Linked DNA regions of Danio rerio: region 2 is linked to region 1. Evidence: chromatin contacts called from public HiCAR-type data. All regions are on one chromosome and are shown on one strand. Each heading gives the region's core, a stretch centred on a gene start, on an enhancer-like site or on the middle of the called end of the contact. The rest is flanking DNA. Distances are from core to core; before and after follow the strand shown.

Evidence for each region. HiCAR-type assays count read pairs that join an accessible place to other places.
Region 2: a contact with region 1 is called in a HiCAR-type map of caudal fin, with 3 times the contacts expected there. The contact joins the promoter of zgc:56556 here to the promoter of rnf152 in region 1. A contact is called at or near these places in 5 of 18 Hi-C or Micro-C datasets (caudal fin, embryo, hematopoietic stem cells and 1 more) and 3 of 4 datasets of contacts at active chromatin or transcription factors (caudal fin, embryo and gastrula embryo).

What each region holds. Positions count from the first base shown.
Region 1 is chr2:31,211,721-31,214,628 of GRCz12tu, reverse strand. rnf152 (ring finger protein 152) reads right to left here and starts at 1,559. Exons shown (of 3, transcript NM_001014358.2): 1 at 1,414-1,559. buc (bucky ball) reads right to left here. Exons shown (of 7, transcript NM_001256780.1): 7 at 2,414-2,908.
Region 2 is chr2:31,327,323-31,330,396 of GRCz12tu, reverse strand. zgc:56556 reads left to right here and starts at 1,601. Exons shown (of 9, transcript NM_200331.1): 1 at 1,601-1,716; 2 at 1,921-2,066. The coding sequence starts at 1,648. LOC137487827 (a long non-coding RNA gene) reads right to left here and starts at 1,541. Exons shown (of 6, transcript XR_012392371.1): 1 at 1,352-1,541.

The sequences.
Region 1 (2,908 bases), core at 310-2,809:
CCTATTAGTCTGACGTCTTAAAAACGAAGACAATGAAACAACCAAATAACAAAATGTCAGCTGCATGCTAGAGCAGAGCATCAACCTGATGGATGCAGCTGAATCAGGGGATTTGTCAGAAAGGGGGTAAAGAAAAAGGGGGAAATGAAAAACGTCACTTAAAAACTGAAGCTCTGTGCCATTCTCAAGGGCAATGCGCTGACTATGGTGGGGAGGGGCGCTATTCAAGCATGTCCTTGGCCTTTACTTTTTGATGCCTTTTTTTCCCCCATGCAACATAGGATGTTTGTTACAGCTCAGCACCTCCAGCGTTAACCTGTGTAAACAATGCAGAAATGTGAAACATCCCAAGGTAGCACATAATTTATGCGGCAAAGTGCCACGATCTTCATTAGTGTTTAATTTTGTAATGAACCCACTGGACTTCAAGTGAGCAAGGTGTGTTTGTGACACAATCCAGATAAGCATTTAACTTTGTACAGAAATGTTGTCAGAACGGTTGTCAAATTAACAGAACCTTCACACTGATTAAAGTACAATGCTGATCATCAACACAAACCTGTGTTAATAAGAAACCAAATGTATAGGGAAAAGGTCTCTCGAATACTGAGTGGATCAAGCAGCGTCTGATAGCAAAGCCCCTGAGATGAGATAATGTAAGATAATATCTGAGGAATTTACTAATCGGATCCCAAGGACACAGTAAAGTCAAAAACACCCTCTGATGTCAATATTTCTGTTTATGTCAAATAACACAAACAGACCGTGAGACAAAGATTGAGGGATTTTATAGGGATAACCTAAATATTTTGGAATGTTTGACATGCACAGGCATTATCAGGGCAAGTATGTTTTTAAACATAGGCATATTTAGACTAGTTGTCATTGTCTGTGCCTTAACTTTCAGATGGCTGCAGCTTAACGTTTCTGGGTATGATGGGTGCTTTTAAAGTCCAGTACACCTGTGCCACTCAGAAATGCTGCCTAGGTAGGAAGCTTGCTAGTTGACATGCGGCCATTGTGGCGTGCCTCTAAACAATCAAAACAAGACTTGAACCGGAAAAGAGACATAAAGCTCTTTCCGCAAAGTAAAAGGGCACGTTATACTGTGCTACACTGATGGATAACACAGCAAACACAAAACTGGGGAGAATAAGTTAAACTTGCTCTGAACATAAACACGACGCGCTCTAATTAAGTTCAACGTTAAATTTCTAAATTGCACGCTGTATAAGAAAACGTAATGCAGCAAATATGCAACAAAACAACGGAAAATTGGCGCGTTGTAAACTGTTTAACGTGCGAGTACAGTCGAGAAAACCCCAGAGCAAACTTGATGCGAATGCACAGACATAAAACTCCAAGTAATTTAGGTGTTGTGTCTTTGAAAGGAGAAAGCGGAAAAAAACTCACCTTTTATGTCGATAATCTTCTTTCATCTATGACAATGGTGAACATCACATGCAAAGCAGCCTCATCTGTCATACTTCACTCTGCCTTCTTCAAAGGCTGCTGTACTGTAAACGCTCTGTTACTCCCACAGGGCAGCCAGTAGCGGGAGACGCTTGCGAATGGAACAGCCAATAAGGAACCCCGCTAATCAGCTTGCCACGCCCTTGAACCAGCGCTGGTCGAGTCAAAACAGGTCTGCTCGTTAAAGTGGTTTAAGACGGATTATATTGGTTACAAAACAAACACTTTCATGCCTTTCATTTTTCACTGAACAAAACATCTTAAATCACGTAATCCAAAATTAAATTTAGCAGAAAATATTAACCATATAAATTAGTTTTTATAGCTAGAAAGACTTTATAGGATTTAAAGTTGTGTTTTATGAAGTAGAACGTAGTATCACATGTTGAACAACATCCTGGTGTTAAATAAGTCAACTTGGTTTATGTATTGATGCAATATAAGATATGCCTATTCCATTCCTTTAGGTAAAATTAGATCTATATTTAGAGTAAGCCTTCACACAGACCATTTTAATGTCAAAGTAGTCAAGTGATAAGACCTATCATAATGGTAAAAATAAAATCAGCTATAGTAATAGTAGCCCACTTTTGTTTAACACATAAATTGTCTGTTACAGATTTTTGTCTGTTACTGTCTTTGCAATATTTTACTTATTTTAACCCTTACTAGTAAAGAGTTCAACAGGTTTCTTAGTTTTCATGATTACATTTGAGCCTGGAATTAACAAAGCACTATACAGTCTTCTAGCTGAGATGCTGGAATTATGTCAAGTCCACACTAACGATCTAGGGCTCAAATTAAGAGCAGATGTGATGCATAACTGTTGCAAACAATTATAGACACACCTTAATGTGGAGCTTTTTCCACTATAAAAAGAACAGTAGTGAAAACAAACTGGGACACATGTCAAGTGCAATGCGGAAACTTTAATGACACAACACTGTATAGCCAAATTTATTTTTCTGCATGTTAACATTACACTGATGTATAAAACAGCACAGTAATAAAAACAAAGACACATCTGAACTAAGAGGCCGAATAGCCAGATTGTCCACTTAATTTCCCCATCTTTCCCTGCATCACCCCTTGAACCAGCTGCATCTCCAATGACCAACATTCGAAATTGGTCTCAATGAGCCAGTCCTTGATTATGCAAAGAGCCCCTTTTTCAGAAATGATCTACACCTCCCAGATCAAGACACATTAGAAAGGCCTTGTAGGCATAGGTCAAGGTCTGGTACAGTGAGACCAGTTTCAGCATAATATTAAGATGAATGCACAGCACCCAAAAAAAGTTAACTTGAGCACTGGAAATGCAGCAAGGTGTACATCACTGTCATACCTTTCATTTACATACAGTCAAGAACAGTGTCCATGTGTACATTTATAGTGAAGTGCATTTTACACAAGTTTAGGGTAATACATTAAGTAT
Region 2 (3,074 bases), core at 352-2,851, 120 kb before region 1:
CCTGAAGACGCTATACATTTAAGCTTGCCTCTCTTAAAACTTCAGCTCACAGAATATAGAGGTTGCTTTTCTGGAGTAAAAGTTCTCAATGCAATATTGATATACTGTACAGTATAACTGACAGATGCCAATGCGAGAGTCGTCTGCAGATCCTTATGGATTCTTCACTGTTCATGTCATGTTGAAGAGCAACAGACCTACACTTATTTTTCTTGGCACATTCTTAAGTGTAAGCATTTTGGGTTATTAGTCTACATTTTGAATGACTGTGTTAGCAAGAAAGTGAAAAAATACCTGAGAGGTTTAAATTTTAGAGTTACAGCCAGGAGAGTTTGTGAAAATTGAATGAAGTGAAGTGAAAACTTTCTGAAGGAACTATACATTTAGATTATAACCATTATTAGCCTTCAGCTCATGGACAGCCAATTCATATTCTGGAGTAAAATTTGCCAATGCAATATTGATAAGCGACAGAAACCACAGCTTGAGTTGTCTGCAGATCCTTATAGCTTCTTTGCAGGAGTTTTATGACCTCCTGAAGACCTGTAGACCTTTACTTTTTTGGCAGTAAAGTTTTATTTGGAATATCATACCTATGAATAGTAATAGAAGTGCTAAATTGTCTTCATTTTTTACACGGCATTCGGACCTTAACCAAAACAAATCAAAATATGATCTTTAAAGAATAAGACTATTAATTCAAGGACATAAGGACTTAGATTGTATTACTTTATAATACAGTGGTTCCCACGGCGGTTGTTTATAATACAGCGGGTCACAGCCCAAAGGAGGGCCTCAGCCAGTAGGGGGAAGGGGTGGGGGTCACATAATATCACAGGGGGTGGGGGGCGGGGAATCACATATTATTTTTTAAAAATTGCAGTCGACATTTAGGAGAACAATCATGTTGCCTTAGTTCATTTTAAAAATGCTATAAATGTTTGTTTTTGTGGTCACATTTTACAATAAGATTTTATTGGTTAATGTTAAATAATGAGCAATACTTGTAGGCGTACAGCATTTATTAGTCATAGTTCCACATTTATAAATATTAAGAAACAAATTCATGCTTGCTAACAGAACTAAAAATAAACAATGTTAGCATTATTTGCCTTCACGTTAACAAAGATGAATAAATACTACAATTTGTGTATTTTTCATTATTTGTTCATGTTGGTAAAACATTAACAGACATTAACTTTATTTTAAGGCAATAAAAATGTATTTATTTTTGCAAAAGGTGATCAAAACTGCAAGGGTTTCATCTTTAGAAAGGAATTCTGTTTAAAAAGTTGATATTGCTAATTGTTGTTATTTCATACCATATTACCTCATCTATGCTATCCCTTACCTAATAGTTTCTTTCTTCTGTGGAAGGAAAATGTTTGCAAGTTGATCCACTCCCATTTCATCGATTTCAGGAAAAAATATATAAAATACTTTACAGTCTGTTTAAAATCTTTTACAGTCTGTGGTTAAAACAAATTACTCTAGCTGTCGTAGGAATCCAAAACGTATTCTAATCTTGTTTCCACCCGGTCGAGAAACAAAGACGCACAGTGCACCTCTTATAGCGGCATATCATAACATTAATAAATCTGTCAAATGCTATCGTAGCTTTAGAAAAGCATAAGAAATCTTTAAAATATGAACGCACCCCCTCAGAAACGCGTTTATCCTAAACTGCCCGTATGGATTGTGGAGGACCATCACGAGGTAGACAAAGGACGTCATTTCAGTTCATGTTGATTTAACGCGAACTAACTAAGTTACCAACAAATTCGGCAAAACGAGTAAAAAATTATGATGAATAAAGCCAAGAATTAATAAAAACAAAACTGGAACTTTCAATGATAGATCACTATTTAAACATGTAAACAATTACCATTTAATTGTACTGTTACCTTTTTTCTGTTTTAGGTTGTCCAGCACATATATCGTGCCATTGGGTCTAGACATATTCCAATGAAGGGCATTAAAATGGTTCATTTGGACTCGCACCCTGATCTCCTCATTCCTGTGAATATGCCTGCTGATACAGTGTATGATAAAGAGACTCTGCTCAGGTGAGTTTAAGGATTTCAACAACTTTGGACACAAGTATAGACATTTATAATAAACATTAAAAGTTGTCCTTATTTTACTAAGACCAATTGTCCCTGGTTTTTCCCAATATCTGAAAATAATGTGTTGTTTCATAATGATTGTTTAATGGTGATTTTAATTTAACAAATTAATATAAATTTTTCAATATATAATGTCTGTTTTCATATATTAATGCTGTAAAAATTGACAGTCAAGTTATAATTTTCATTCATTCATTTTCCTTCGGCTTAGTGCCTTTATTAGGGGGTCACCACTGTGGAATGATCCCTAACAACATTAGGGATGGCTGACGTGAAATTGACGTTTCGACAAAGTGTCGAGATCCCGAAGCGCAAGTGTTTCGAAACACTGCACCGAAGCATGATCCGAAACACCTAGGTCACGTGACTAAAGTGTTTCGAAACACCTGCGTGTGCACGTGGAAACTGTAATTCAAATTAATTTTGAGTTCGAATCCCGACTAGTACAAACATTTTATGTATTTTAATCATGTTACTGTTTTATGGTGTAGTCTAAGTCTAGATAGGATACAGCTGCGGATACACCATCAATTTAGCATCATTTTTGTAACACTGTAAAACAATAATTAATATTTTTACAGTACAGTGATGGGGTTAGGTTTTGAATAGTCGTTAATAAAATACAATGGGAAATTTAATTAATAATATAAATAAATATTGTTATCTTCTGGCCACAACTTTATCTAGCAAAAACCCTTTTTTATGACCAAAACAATACAAATTTATTTACAAGGTGTTTATTCGGATGTCAGAGCAATGTCGAAACAAAACGATACAAAAACAAAGCATTACCAACTGGTATTAAAGCATTTTCAAAATAACTTTATCAGCCTGGATTCGGACCCACTATACCCAGATGGTAGTCACAAACTCTAACCGCTCGACTAAACCACTTGTAGCTTCATTGCTACAAAGTGGGTTTTAATACCCCAATCTGCTCAACTGTTC